Regions from separate parts of the Pan troglodytes genome. Here region 1 is linked to region 2. Evidence: chromatin contacts called from public capture Hi-C data. All regions are on one chromosome and are shown on one strand. The core of a region is the stretch at or near the end of the contact, and the rest is flanking DNA. Distances in the headings are between cores, read along the strand shown.

Region 1 (7,068 bases), core at 3,052-5,551, 910 kb after region 2:
CTCCACCCACTCCTGCTCCCAGAGATGAGGTCCTCACTATCAGTAGCCAGCAGGTGATCTAGCTCCAGAATCCCATCTTAGCATTGCCTTTCTCGGACCACTCCTTGTACCAACTGTTTAGGTTGGGTTCCTTGAGAAGCAGACTTTGAATCAGGGATTTGCATAGGAAGTTTATCAGTGCCTGCCCTTGGAAATCACCATTCATAGAAGTGAAAGCACAGGGAAAGAAACAGGACTGGGTCAAGGGAGCAGTTGGGCTGTGATACAGTCACAAAGAAGGCATCAGTTAACCTCACAGAGAGCTCAGAAGCTGATTTGCACTTAGGAGTTTTCTGAAGTTGTGGTGAGGTGGAGAGACCTTTATAGCCCTGCAATATAAGGTTTTGGACACAGGCTAACCCAGGAAAGGGGTTATTACCTTGAGTGAAGAGGCTCACTTACATAGAGGGCAATGAGCAGAGAGGGAGACAGCTGAGGGCTGTCAGCCAATGGTACTCTCAGCAGCTGGAGGAGTAAGGCTTCAATCCTGAAGGGGGATCTGGGTGGTAGCAAATAGTGACTTCCATAGAACCTAGCTCTAGCTCTTACTAACTTTATGACCTTGGGCAAGTCAGTCATATTCTCTGGGCCTTAGTTTCCTGATCTGTAAAATGGAAATGACAAAAATGTCTACCTCATAGGGTTGTCATGGAGATTAAATGAAATAATAATGCAATACACATTAATCAGAGCCTGGCACATAATAAGGAACACTGTAGCTTCTAGATAGAAGAAGCCTGGGGCCTATATGAGAAGCTACTAAATTATGAGATGCAACAAAAGGGGTTGCTAAACTGTGGGCACTGGGAGCTTAGAAGAGGTAAAGATCAAGGAAGTAAATAAAAGCAATTTCAAAGAGCAGACAGTCAATTGATACATGGACTTTAGAAAGGTGTAACAGAAGAAGACAGCTTCCAGATGAGATATTAACAAGAGCAAAGGCCCAACAAACATGGTATTTGCAGAGCAATGATGAAGTCGGCCTGGCCGCTGCAGTGTTTCTTGCCCAGAAGTAGACTAGGAGGTGGGTGGATTATGGAAAGCTTAGACATCCAAGCAGAAACAGCAGCTCTGGACTTCCCAACAGACCATAGTTTAGTTGGACTCGAAAGTGGCTTGAGGGGCATTCCGGAGAAATGGAATGTCTTGGCAGGAGAGGGAAAGGAAGGAAGATGGAGGGAGACAGCGAAGAGAGAGGAATGAGGAGCAGAGAGACATGTGGAGGAGAGAGAAGGCTGGAAACAAATTGGGTATTAAAAGCCAATCCAGAGAGTGCAAAAGAAAATCAGAAGTGAAGAAAGTGAAGAGAAAATGTAGAGTAAATAGAGTTTTAAGAAATAATGGTCTTCCAATTTCAGAAGTTCCAATTCAAAGAGTCGGACTGTTCAGCTATGTTACCTCCTTGAGAAACAATACAAATACACTTATTAAGAAGCCAGAGCTTTGCTATATTATAAATAGTTCTGAATTAAGGTCCCTTCCCAAAATGCCTACTCTTCCAACAGGTGCAATATTACACCATCTGCCCAACAAAAGAATCTAAATGTCACTAACTTCAGAAGAAAATGTAATTGACTGCCTAGGACCCTAGTTTATTATGATATTTAATAACTTGTACTTATATAGCATGTAGGGGCATAAAAGGTGTTATAAATGTTAACCCTCTAATTCACACAATAACTCCTTAGAAAGAGAGAAAGCGTGACACTCCCTTTTTAACAGATCCATTCATTCAACAAACATTTATTGGGTTCCTACATGCTAAGCATTGTAATGATGTAGAAATTTGGCTACATGGAGTTTGATTCAGGCTGTTGGGTGCCTGCCTGCTCCCCCAGACACAATGAGAGCCTCCCAAGAGCAGGAACCATGACTTTTTCTCTCTGAAGTCTTAGAGCCCAAAACTGCACCTGGAAAGAAGTTTTATTCCATAAATATTTATAGATTTTTTAAATTAAATACCCAGCATTACCTATAAGTCTCTGCTACCATTATTAAAAAACATAAACCCCAAAACTCTTGACTTCTGAGGCATTGCTAGCCACTGGACCTTATTTCCTGTGGAACCCCATAATCTCCTCTTTGAGATGGTAAAACATTCACTCATCCTCTGAACACTGTGAATTGTGTGCAATTTCCACAGCCCTTTGCATTTACTGGTTACAAGGTACAGGCTGAGACGGGCCCCACACTAAGAGCTGCTCTTTTCTTAAAGACTTTTGGCTTCTATGAAGATTTTTATATTGGAAGGAAAAATAGAACTCTGGATCTAGAAATCACTCCAAGTCAATATCCTCTTGGTAGTCTGGGTTGGGTGTGGGAAAGTTCCACTTGGCGGCTCTGAGGTCCCAACTACTATCAAATGGCTAGCACAAAAGAGAAACAAATTGGATATTGAGCATCTCTCTGACTCAGGTCTTGGGGTCTCACTGTGTTGGTGAGATCATGCTCTAGTGAGATGCTTCACAGGTATCTGGTAATTTAACCAACTTGTACAGGGTCCAAAACAAAGCCATCTTGTGCCATAGCAAAGTCCCGGTGAACTGGGGAAGGAGACACTTACGAGTGTGTGCCTAAATTGTTCACCTTCTACCCCGCCCACATCCCAATGTGGATGCCATTAAAAATCTCAATTGCTAATATCTGGAAGGTATCCTGCGCTCTCAGAACTAAGGCCAGGGTGTCATCTGTCTCTAATCATGAAAGCAGACTCTCTCCAAGCCTGAAGACTGAAGTGGCACCAAAAGTCTCAGGGGCTCCAGCCCAAGCCTGGTGCTATCACCCTTGGGACAGTCACAGCAGATGGTCCATTTTCACAAATGTCAAAAATCAGGCTCCAGACACTCACGAGGCCAGAGTACACCCTAAATTAGCTGTCGGCCACTTAAATCATACAGGTTACACTTTCTCTTTACCTTTTGCTCCCTAACGTTGCTCAGTGAATGACTGTATGAACTGCCGCTCTCCAAAGAGCTTCAAACGAACTCCATGTAAACAGTGCATCTGAAGAGGCCCGCAGAACTTGAAAGAAGAGGACTTGGCTTCCCTCGTTCTTTGAAAAATATATCCTGTATCTCTTGGCTGGATCATACAGAAAAAGAAATCTGAGTTTCTTTCTTCTGCTCTTCCGGGGAGGAGGGTGGCACAGTCTGTCTATGGCTGAGCCCACAGTTGTACATGAAAGTTAATATTTCCAGGGCCCTGCGTGGGATACCTTTCCCAGAATTCATGTTCTCCATGGGAAACTGAAATAGCGCGTGAGAGTTGCCCTAAGTAGATTTAAATAATTAAATTCAAAAATTCTCAAACCACTTGCTGTTTCAAATTTATTTCTTTAATAACAGCTCAGACTCAGCAACAGACTGGATTAAGGTTTCATTTATTGGAAATTTAAGGTATATCCAGCTCTGGGTGTTGTTTTTAAGTATTTAAGGGGAAATTTGTGCTGGGTGAAAATGAAGAGACTGCAGCATTATAAATTCATTTCCTCTATTAGAAGCAGGGCTGCGCCTGCACGCTGCAGCTGTTCCAGGAGGCAGTCCCGACAGGCTGGAGGGCGAGCCGGGAGCAGACGACCCTTTGTTTCCCCAGTAGGGGAGATTTGGCCAGTCCAACACCCTCGGCAAGAACTATTTCCTCAGTGGCGCCAGGCAGTTGGGCAGGATCATCTGGGGTGGTTTTCATGTGGCAAAGTAAAGCATCCTTTGGGATTCCAGGGAAACTTCTAAGGGATCCATTTGCATCTGTGACCTCAAACCATGCCTTGCACCAGGCCCCAAAGATGGGAGGCTGCCATGGCCTGAGCCTAGTTTGCTGACCTCTGAAATAACCCATCCTGAGACATTCAGCAAAGCCTCAGAAAACAGGTGTTACATTGCAGGTAACAGCCCCACGGTACTTACTATTCATGCTAACAATTTTACAAACAAGTGAGTTTCTTATACATTCATCGCCACCCCCAGGCATTCATATTCTTTTTAAGTACAGAAACCTTAATTAGATTTTGACCACAGACCCGGATTTGACTTACCCTGACAGGGTTTCCATTAGTGTAATCTGTGGGGGAATTCGCTGTTTTAACATCTGTGTGCCTGAGGCCTATCTCACATTTACTGCAAAACTCTGAAAAGCCTCCCTTGTATGGCTGTATGTTTCCTCATGCTCCCAATTTCACAGAAGTCATTTCAGCACCAAACGGTAATTAGCAAAGGGATGGGCCTCAGCTGACATGAATGCAATTTATTGTTTTCCACGAGGCCCTGAACCAAGCAAACAAAGAACACAGTCTAGCTGTCTGGCATTTTATTAACTTGTATTGTGCGGTGCACCTTACTGAAGGGAGATCTTCAAGAGAAATTCAGCAGTTTGTGTGTGGCAACACACAGACTTTGGAAGAATATTAATTTCAGTTCAATTAGGCAAGTTTTGTGGTACCTCAGCCTGTAATAGAGGACAGCCACTTTTATAATTATCTTCCATATTAACTTTATCATCACCAGACTTTTGCATAAATTCAACCTTTCATCTTTAAAATGCCAACACTTCTTCAATTTTGGCAACCGTACAGCACTGCTAATTATTTGCTCATTATGTGTGGTTAACTGATGAATCATTAATAAATGAATGAATGGCTAATATATTTTTATGGTAATTGGAGATATAACTGATTGCAGACTTCCTTAGCTTCTCAAAACGGCATTGAATGAGCAGTGGCTGCCTAATTGTTTACAGATGATATTTATGCCCCCACCCAGCGTTTCCCACAGTTGTGGTTTATCCCTGGCATATTCTCATCAGTCCAGGGTGGCGGCTTGAACCAGTCTGGGCAGAGGGGAGTGGGCGGCAGCATAACCGAGCTTCCTTTATTGTGTTTTTGTCACCTCGTTTGTTTCAGCTCAGCTGACACGTAACCACGTACGAGCCGCATGACCATTTGCTAGCAATTCAAACAGTGCTTGTGGACTCTATTTGCCTAGCCATTGGCAGGGCCACAGCTATGACACTGCTGTGGTTACCCCTAGTCACAAACACATAAAGACTCAGATGCTGACACACAAAGACTCGGGCCATCCAACTGCCACTTGTCTTGCCTGGCACACCCAAAGGAGCAGTGGCCAGTGGCCACCCAGCGTGGTGTCTCTGTGGTCGAAGAGTTAAAGGGGACCCTTTGCAAAGTTTGACTGGGAGCCTGGAGTCCAATTTGCACCACTGACTAAAGTCCAGAAAATAAAATCAACCAGAGATCCTTTAACTCCATTCACTGACTCACCATTCCACAGCTGGTTAACGTGTTTGGAGATTAACTGCTGAATTACAAAAATTATATTTATCATGCTGCAAATCAGTCAGCACCTATAGGTTAAAAACAAAGAGTACGTATTTGTTGACAATTCTTGTGAAAATGAAAGATAGAATACTTGCCAAATAAGGCTTGTTTAGCTTCACACAAACAGACGGAAGATCAAGTTAAAAATGCAAAGGAGATTACCAATTCTTAATTATAATTATTTAACCAGGTGGGTAGTTTCTCCTAATGAACATTTCCATGAAAACAGAATAACTAATGACAGTCTTAAAGAAGCCTTTGTCTTTCCATGTACTAATGATCACATTTATAAATATGCAGCAAGGCCCCCGTGTACATTGCTAATGATAAGTAATTAAGTACCAGGCGTGGGAAGCCAGTGAAAAGGGTCATGTTAATGCAGGAGAGGAAATTAAAAATGCAATAAAATAAGTTGCCTAGAAAAGATTAAATAAACTTCTGGCTTCTCCTTCTTCCAGAAGTAAAAGAACAGTTTCCCCATTCTTGTAGTGAAGCCATGGCAGGCCAGTCAACAGCTGGTTATCAAGTCAGACAGTACCAAGTGATCCACTTGCTTTCTACCTCCATCCCCATTTTATCCTGCAGGATTTCAGGCAGAGGGTGTGGCTCAAAGTAAAAGGCATTTTGGGTCACCAAAGGAGAAGATGAGCCCCTTGGAAAAAGGAAACAGTTGGCCATCACAGATGGATACCTTCCACTGGCTAATTAAATAGGACTTTGGTTGCTGTTGCTAAAGTACCACTTGTTTATAAAACTGTGTTGACCAATCTGGGTTTTTTTCTTCCTTCTGGAAGAAAAAGAGAGGACAAGATCAGTGCCTTTTCCAGTAGAGCAGAATAACCTTCTCATGTTGTTGGCTTCCCCAGCAGACTGCAAACTCCTGGAGGGTGAGACCACGACTCTGTGTTATTAGACATTGTAGCCCTCACACCTAGCCCTGCACAGAGGCCGTGAATGCTTAATAAACACTGGTTGAATAAGTGAATGAATGAATGTTCAGAATAAACCATCCCTAAGCCAAGGAGCAGTTTGTCCAAGAGCCCTGTCACATCGCTCCCCATCCAAGCAGCCCTGCCACCCAAACGCTGGCCCACTCGAAAGATATAAGGGCTTTCTGTCATTCACTTACTGAGAAAGGCACTGATTCCTTCTTCAACATATCATCATCAAAAGGAACAGAAATTTGAAGCTTTAAGGAAAAAAAAAGGTCTTTGCAAAAAAAATCATATAGTTGGTTGTCAGACTCCTGTTTAGGAATTGACTAGGAATCCCAGCATCTCTTTTGAGCATTAAAGACACACAAAATGAATAAGGGCCTTCTTGGCAAAAGAAAAGGGACTTATATTTGGATCTCCAAAGCTCTTAAATAAGAGCAATTTTGATTTTTTTTTAAAGTATCTTAGTGAAGCTCTCAAACCACTGAAGATTTTTTTCTTTCAAACGTTTCGAACTCGTTGATCTCAAGTCTCTCCAGACCTCCACATTCCCTAACTGTTCTATGTGGTTAATCCCTGAGTGGGGGGAATCTAATTTTCTGCGGCTGCAGTCTCGGGTTAACAAGAAGGCAACCTTGATCTGAAGAAAATAGCAACCCACGAAAATCTAAACCTTGGTTGGCGATTTGGGGTAGCTTTTCTTGTTTAAATTTTCTCCCCTTTTTTCTTTAACAAGTTTAAGAAACAAGTCATAAGGCAGAAAATCTA
Region 2 (7,567 bases), core at 1,423-3,922:
CCTGGAACTTTAATGAGGACAATTACTTCTTTCAAAAAAGTTCTGTAAGATTTAAGAGAGAGAGCTAATCATCTCATGATTTGCTTGGTTTGGGAATTGGGAGGACCAAATTGTTAGATGCCTCGTGTGTATAAAGCAACGTTAAGTGCTTAACAATTAAATAATACATTTTTTAAAAGCACAAAAAAGTATTATTTAATCCTCACATTGGTTACAAATGAAGAAACTGAGTTTTAGAAAAAAATAATTTGCTCATGATCGTGCAGGTAAGTGGCAGAGCAGAAATTCAAACCCAGGTCTGTCTGACTCCAAAGTTCATACATTTGAATAATATATACCTTATTCTGTCAAATTATCTGAGCCTTATCCTGGTGTGGGTTCTTGTTTATTCTTCTCTGCAAACACTGCATTTATAGAAAAGTAAAAAACACCTACAAATTCAAAGTTTACTTTTATTCATGTGTCTTGTAGTTTCACATTAACTGCCTATTTTTCTTTTCTTTATCACCCCAAAGTTTTTCTTTTTTATTTTTTTAACTAGAACTTTTCAACCTTCTATGATCTCTTTATAATTCCCTTTAGAATGCATAATTGTGCTCGATCAATTTGTTAGAGGCTTTTGAAGTGTTAAAAAAACTACATTAAAATTATTTTCTTTCAGGTTTTATGTTAATGAACATAGGTGCTATTCAGAGCAAAGTCAGAGTGTCAAGGGAACTTTAGTTAAAGTTATTCATACATAAACTAAAAAAGGAAACATCTTTAGTAGAGGAAAAATACATTTAATGAGTAAGTACGGCACACAATTCCTCCTTTCAAAAATGTCAGCTCATATTGAACCTCCATTCTAGATATCGTACAATTACTTTGTCAACAGAAGGTAGAGTAGTGATGGATGACGCATTGGTTCTTGAAACCAAACTTTCTGTGAGTTACTTAGGCTGAAACTAAGTGCTTTTACATTCCAGTCTTATTGATGATAGTGGTTTTATATTTATCACCCTGTCATTTCAGTTGACTGTATCAACCTCTTCCCTGTAAGAATATGGACACTAATGGAGGTGAGTCCTTAGTGCTCTGAAGGGTCACAGATTCATTCTGTGAACACAGTCAGGGCACAGGCTGCTTTGCGTTGAAGCTCAGAGGCAGCTTTACCCATTTCAAAAAGGGATCAGCAAAGAGGGCCTTAAAAGGCCTTTGGAAATTGTGTTCTTATTGGCTCTCTTTTGACCATGACCCATCCTTGTGGTGCTGCACACAGAGGCTTTCGTCTCTCACTAATGGAGCGTTACTATTTTGCAGCCTCCCCTATAATAGGAAGAATTCTACCAGGACCTTGGCAAGTCGGGGACCTGATTGCAACACTTTATTTATAAGAAATTCTGTCAAGAATCAATAATAGTCTTGGGTCTCAAGTTCTTTCTTTAATAATACTTTGATATGATTTGTCACAAGCTAGCCCAGAGTATCCTCGAGATTTTATTACTTAGCTTGCAGCACAGTGTCTTATCTTTGAGTCATGAGATCAGCCATGGGGACACCTTTAAAAAGCTATATGCTTTACTGTTTGGTTATTACAGAAAGTCTATATTACTCAATAATACCTTTTATAGGGTGTGCTGTCACATCTTCACACAGATGTTTAACCCCAATGTAGATATACTGAATGCCTGGAGGCCATTTTAGTGACATGGACATTGTTTTTCATGACTGGATGCCTGATGTATCAATAGCAGTGAAAACAGAAAACAAATGGAACTATACAAAAATAAAATCACCACCACAACAGAAAAACCCACTACCACCGTCACAAAAAATGTTGATTTATTTTCTTAGCCTGACATTTCTGACCAGATCTCAAACTAACCGTTCATTTTGACAAAGATTTTGTTTAGAGTCCAGAGTGTTAGATTTTTATTACCTGAAAGCAGCAGAAATTTGGAGAAGTCAATTTAGATTCCTTTCTTGTGTGCAAGCAGCTCCTTAGGTTTCACCGTACATCTCAATAAACACAATCCTACGACATCAGTAGCATGCTGTAGAGCAATGGCTCTAAATATGTTTTATGCTGCTCAGCCATGGAATTCATATTGTTACAGCTAATGCCTGTTGGTAAATGCTTGTATCATTACATGTTGTATTTACAAAACTATATATTGTCAGCTTAGAGTTTCGTCTCTCCAATCTGTTTTTCTTCTTTGAAGGAAAATAGCAGAAAATGTACTAATACTCACTGTAGACAAAACACACACATACATACACATGGAAACACACACATACACACGCACACACAAACCAAGATTTTAAAATGGTAATCATTTTGAATTTTGAAATTAGAGAAAATGAGGGAGAAACACTCCTTGGAAAGTTATTATTTTAGATCTTTCATCTGTCTCCAAATTGGTACTAATCTTCCATGTAGATTTAAGAAAATTGTTGGTATGTGAGCAAACATTTTATTTAAAAGTTTTCTGTTTTGTTCTTGCGGCTGCTGCTGTTGCTGTTGCTGAAGGGGAATCTCCTTATGCGGCCAGCTGGCTTTCCCAGCAGCTCCCATCCTGGCTGACGTGTGCAGGGCACAAGGAATGAAGCTCTGCCCTGGGCTCAGCATAGACACACCGCCACTGCCCAGAAGACATCCTGGCTTTATTTCCTTGCCTTGTGCAGCATAAGCAGAGGCAGCAGTGGTCACAGCTTCTGGCTGTGACAGGCTGCTCTGAGAACTTTGTCTTTCTCCTCTCACAAGGCCAGGTGTGCCTTCCAGTCCAGAGACTGAAGGTACTTCTCGTCACCCGCTCATATTCTCTGCCCACACTGGGCTTCTGCTGTGGCTTAGGGCTAATGGGTGACAGGCTTCTCCTCCTGGCATTGCTCCATTATGCAGCTTCCCCAGCACTGAGCAGTGCTACGAATGTGTGATAACCTGCCTCGAGATTGACCTAAGAACCCTAGCTTTACCTGTAGGACTTTGTCTAAGGGCAGGAGAAAGGAATCTGTATTTGCTAAATATCTATCATGAACCAAAATCTGAGCTGGACCCTTGACATGCATTGGCTTGTTTAATATTCCTATCACTGTCAAGAAAGTATCATGCCCTCTGTGATGCAAGTGAGGAACCCTACATTCGGAGATTAGAGAGTTTGCTGCCATCATACAGAGGACAGTGTAGGAACTGGCCAACAGGGTGAGGGAGATTGAACTTCAAAATTCCTACTTTTGCTACTAAAAACCATGCCACCAAATTAACCATGCTGCCAGCTTCTTCCATATTCACATGGATGACTGTTCCTTTGAGATTCTTATAGCCTACTCTCTAGCCCATTCACCACACCATCCAAGCACTTTTCTCGCTTCCTATCCAAATCCTGCCATTTTTTCAAAGCCAAGTTCATTCCCACTTCTCCATGAACCCTTCTCCAATAAACCAATTCAGATATTGTGTCTAAATTTTTATTTTGAAATAATTGTAGATTCATCTACAATTATAAGAAATAATGCAGAGAGAGCTTGTATATCCTTCATTGTATTAGTCTGTTCTCCCACTGCTAATAAAGACATACCCAAGACTTATAATTTATAAAGGAAAGAGGTTCAATCGACTCGCAGTTCAGCATGGCTGGGGAGGCCTCAGGAAACTTATAATCGTGGCGGAAGGGGAAGCTTCAAACACATCATTCTTCATATGGTGGCAGCAAGGAGAAGTACTGAGCAAAAAGGGGAAAAGCCCCTTATAAAACCATCAGATCTCGTGAGAATTCACTCACTATCAGGAGAATAACATGAGGTTAGCTGCCTCCATGATTCAGTTACCTCCCACCGGGTCCCTCCCACGGCATGTGGGGATTATGTGAACTACAATTCAAGATGAGATTTGGTTGGGGACACAGCCAAACCATATTATTCACCCAGTGTCATTCAGTTTTAATATTTTATATAACTATGGCACAAAATCACAAAGAAAATATTGACATTGACACACTCTATCAACATTACTCAGATTTCACCAGTTTTACATGCATTTGTGTATGCGTTTAGTTCTATGGAATTTTATCACATGTATAAATCTGTGTGACTACCACCACAATCAAGATACAGAATAATTCCATCACAAGGATCTCTTGTAATACCCTCATATAGCCATAGTCATCTCCCTACTTCTCTTGTAATACCCTCATATAGCCACAGTCACCTTCCCTGCCTAATCCTGGCAATCAGTAATCCATTCACAATTTCTATAATTGTGTTATTTCAATAGTGTTATATGAACTGAATCATACAGTATGTAATCTTTTGAGAGCAAACCTATTCAGTTTGGGAACTTCTAATCTTGACTTAAATACATTTTGTGTGAAATCACTCATTCATTCATCCATTCAAATATATTTATAGGACACCTACAATGTGATTGGTACTATCTGAGATACTGGAAATACAGTAATAAACCAAAGTGACAAACATCTCCTTGTAATATATTTTGTTCTTTTTTCATAGTGACAGATATTGCTTTTGAGAAATTTCTTGTTTGCATTCTTATCCCAGCAATAGATTGTAAACTCCCTGAGAGCAGACAACTCATCAAACAAGTCTGTTGTTTCACATATAAGGCCTAGAGAGGCAAACCTTTACTAAGAATATAGAACTTGGACTTACCCTGTGGAGAGACACCTATAGAGGTCATCTGGTCCATTCTCCTACTAAAAGATCATTAAAAGAAGAGAAACTATTACTCTCTAACACACGTGAAGGGCTTTGCATTGAACAATAACATGTAAAGTAATCTAAATATATCAGCTCCTTTCACCACCCCATCAGCCTTCAGCACCTCTCACTCACAGACATCACACTATCAATCTTGATGCCTCCCACTCAGGGTAAGCTCAGTAGCTCCACTTTGATTTGTTACTGGCCTGTGCCACAGATGCCCGCATCCTCTGGATAAAGAACTGCACATCAGAAAAGAATAAGGCCTGCTATCGTGTATGTGGTACAATTGTCTCACGTATATATGCTCCTCTGCTACATCTGACACCAAGCTTCCCTTGTAGACCATCGTTCAGTCCTTCTCTTCTTGTACAGAGGGCAAAAAAGCAAGTTCTTCCCTTCTTCTTAGCATAAAGATTCTGCTAGGGCCTGTTAATATTCTCTCAATCTGGTGCAAAGGAGGGAAAAATGAACTCAGTGAGTTTGGTAAAGGTTGATTGCCCTCTTGAAATAGGTCATCAGCAAATTTAGACCTATGGAAGCATACAAATTTCCAATATGGAATGTGGCTGTTATCAGATTATCATAGATTTCTATTGAGTAATAAACCAAGCAGAGTGAATTCTTTTGTAGGATTCTTAGTCAAAAATTTTACGACAACAGAGTTGAATTTCGCAGACGCAATTATTTAAATTGAGTTATTTTCCTCCTGCATAATTACGGCTCTATTTTCTCTTTATTATACAATTGTTGACAAAGAATGGAAAGTTAAAACCTCAGTGGTGAATGTTGTATTCAGTTTTCTGCATAAGTGAACTTCTAGAAACTCCAGGATACACAGTAAATTTGTTTTAAAAAATAACCACTGTCCTGAAGGGACGTTTGGGGCAGTTTTTACTTCAGCACCTCCAGAATATCAGACTTGGGACAGTAATCATTTATTAACTCTAGAAGGATAGAATGAACCCTGGTATCAGATGATACATTAGAAAGATGAGAACTGAAGTATTCCATAGATTTGAAAAGGTTCCTTTATTCAATATGTCATGTTCAGAGGATTGAGTTGTTGGCACCAGATGAAGCAGACAAGCTTATTGGCAAAATGAAACATGTAGACTTTTATGCCTGGCTATTGATGAACTGGCTGGCCTTGCTTGCTACCCAATGTGAGTTTTTCTTAGATTTTGTGCTTTAGAAATCATAATTTCATTGGAGGATAAAGTGGTCTAGATTTGGCAGTGAAACATTTTTATGACCTCTAATGCACAAAGGAAATTTTAGTATAACAAAATGGGTTCAGTCCATGATTCATTTGGACATAATTTCTGAAGACACTCAATCCTGAGCTGGCCACTATCTTCCATCCATAACACGTATCACTCTTTGTCCATCATTCAGGAAAAAGGGTAGAGAATCCATCAGGAAATAGACTTCTGTATGGTAGAAATCTACTTGGATTTCACAGGCTGTTTGAAACTGCTCTCTTAGGTTGGAACTGGAAAGAAAGAAACCATCTCTGTCAAGATGGAATGGGGGAGATATGCCCTTTTGTTGATCAACACAATTGAGTGTAACAGGTGGAAAATCTTGCTTTTTGCAAGTTACATAGAGTATAATGAAAATTGGTGCACATTAATAAATTATTTGGATCCCATAGGTTCTGAAATGGTTTCAGGAAACAAAGTTTCCAGAACAATAAGCAAAACTAAAAAGTGGTCTGAGATATTTTTAGCAAATTCTTTCACTTACTATTTAGAAGAAAGTAATTATAGCATTCCAGAAAATTATTAAAAACCTTGTAGGAAAAGTAAAACATTTTTATTCTTCAAGTTATCATAATTTTTTCTTAGAAATAATTTAATATTTTTGCCAGGCCCTGGAGGGAAAATATCTAAAGAACAATGGCATGCTGACAAAAGTTAAATCTAAAATTTACTGAGGTTATTTCCAATTTTGACAGAAACCAAGTATCTTTTAAGAATGGGACAAAAGCCAATCTTAACTGATGTTAATGTAGACGAGATGAATAAAGTTTTCAGAGCAGATATCCTCATGTAGAGTATGCAGAGAGATTATCATTATTGTTTTTCTTACCGTCTTCAATCCAATCAATAGATTGAGAGTATGTGCCACGAGGGGGAAACAACATTAGGGGAGTAGCATTGCATGCCCTAAAGTGGAATAGTGGGGGATTTGTTGCTGGAGGTACAATTTGAACTGCCAAGTTGCTTGTTTTCACTCTAGACAATTGTAGGTGAGTAAGAATTTGCTATCAGATTTTTGGTGGGTGCATTCTTCATGATAAACCAACTATATTTCCAGATTATTTGTCAGGTAATTGGTTATGACTAACCTGACTGATTGACTTTTTATCCTTTTAACAGTTATCATGCATTTTTGTGTTCATTATGCTAAGTTCTTCATACACATTTCATCCTTCTAATATTATTGTCACTTCCATTTGTTAAGTGTTAGAAAGCTAGAAAAAGCCTAAGTTCCAGCCATAAATAGAACTGACCCTCTAGATCTTGTTTCAGCCTCAGCTATTTTCCTTTTTAAAAAAATATATACAGCTAAAGTTAATCATTCCAGATACAATGACCTATTAAGATTCCAGGGAAAAGGGAATTAGGACAAATTTATGTGCTAGGCAATTTACATGTTATTAGTCAGGTAATTATTACACCTATAAAAGATGTTATATCCCCATGCTACAGTTGAGAAAGAAGAGTCTCAGAAGTTAGCTTACTTTAATGATAAGAACATTGAAATCCAGAAATGTCATGTAACATCATACAGATAGTCAAACAGTGGCCAAGCACAGGTTTCTCTGGTCCCAAATCCTCAGGATATAAAAGCAAAACTT

Evidence for each region. Capture Hi-C pulls out chosen DNA fragments and counts their contacts.
Region 1: a capture Hi-C map of stem cell-derived neural stem cells shows a contact between it and region 2, with 6 times the contacts expected there. The contact joins two enhancer-like sites. A contact is called at or near these places in 1 of 7 Hi-C or Micro-C datasets (induced pluripotent stem cells) and 1 of 1 other capture datasets (stem cell-derived neural stem cells).

Annotation. Positions count from the first base shown.
Region 1 is chr1:143,952,725-143,959,792 of NHGRI_mPanTro3-v2.0_pri, forward strand. No RefSeq gene overlaps it. Among named protein-coding and RNA genes, the nearest start is that of LMO4, 170 kb to the left of the region's middle. Within about 2 kb of position 4,302, at least 9 of the 24 cell types and tissues checked have an H3K27ac peak or open chromatin away from gene starts, as enhancers often do. A contact at or near this core is called in stem cell-derived neural stem cells, where this site is marked.
Region 2 is chr1:143,041,444-143,049,010 of NHGRI_mPanTro3-v2.0_pri, forward strand. All of the region lies in intron 1 of LOC134810836 (a long non-coding RNA gene), which reads left to right. Among named protein-coding and RNA genes, the nearest start is that of PKN2, 610 kb to the left of the region's middle. Within about 2 kb of position 2,673, at least 1 of the 24 cell types and tissues checked has an H3K27ac peak or open chromatin away from gene starts, as enhancers often do. A contact at or near this core is called in stem cell-derived neural stem cells, where this site is marked.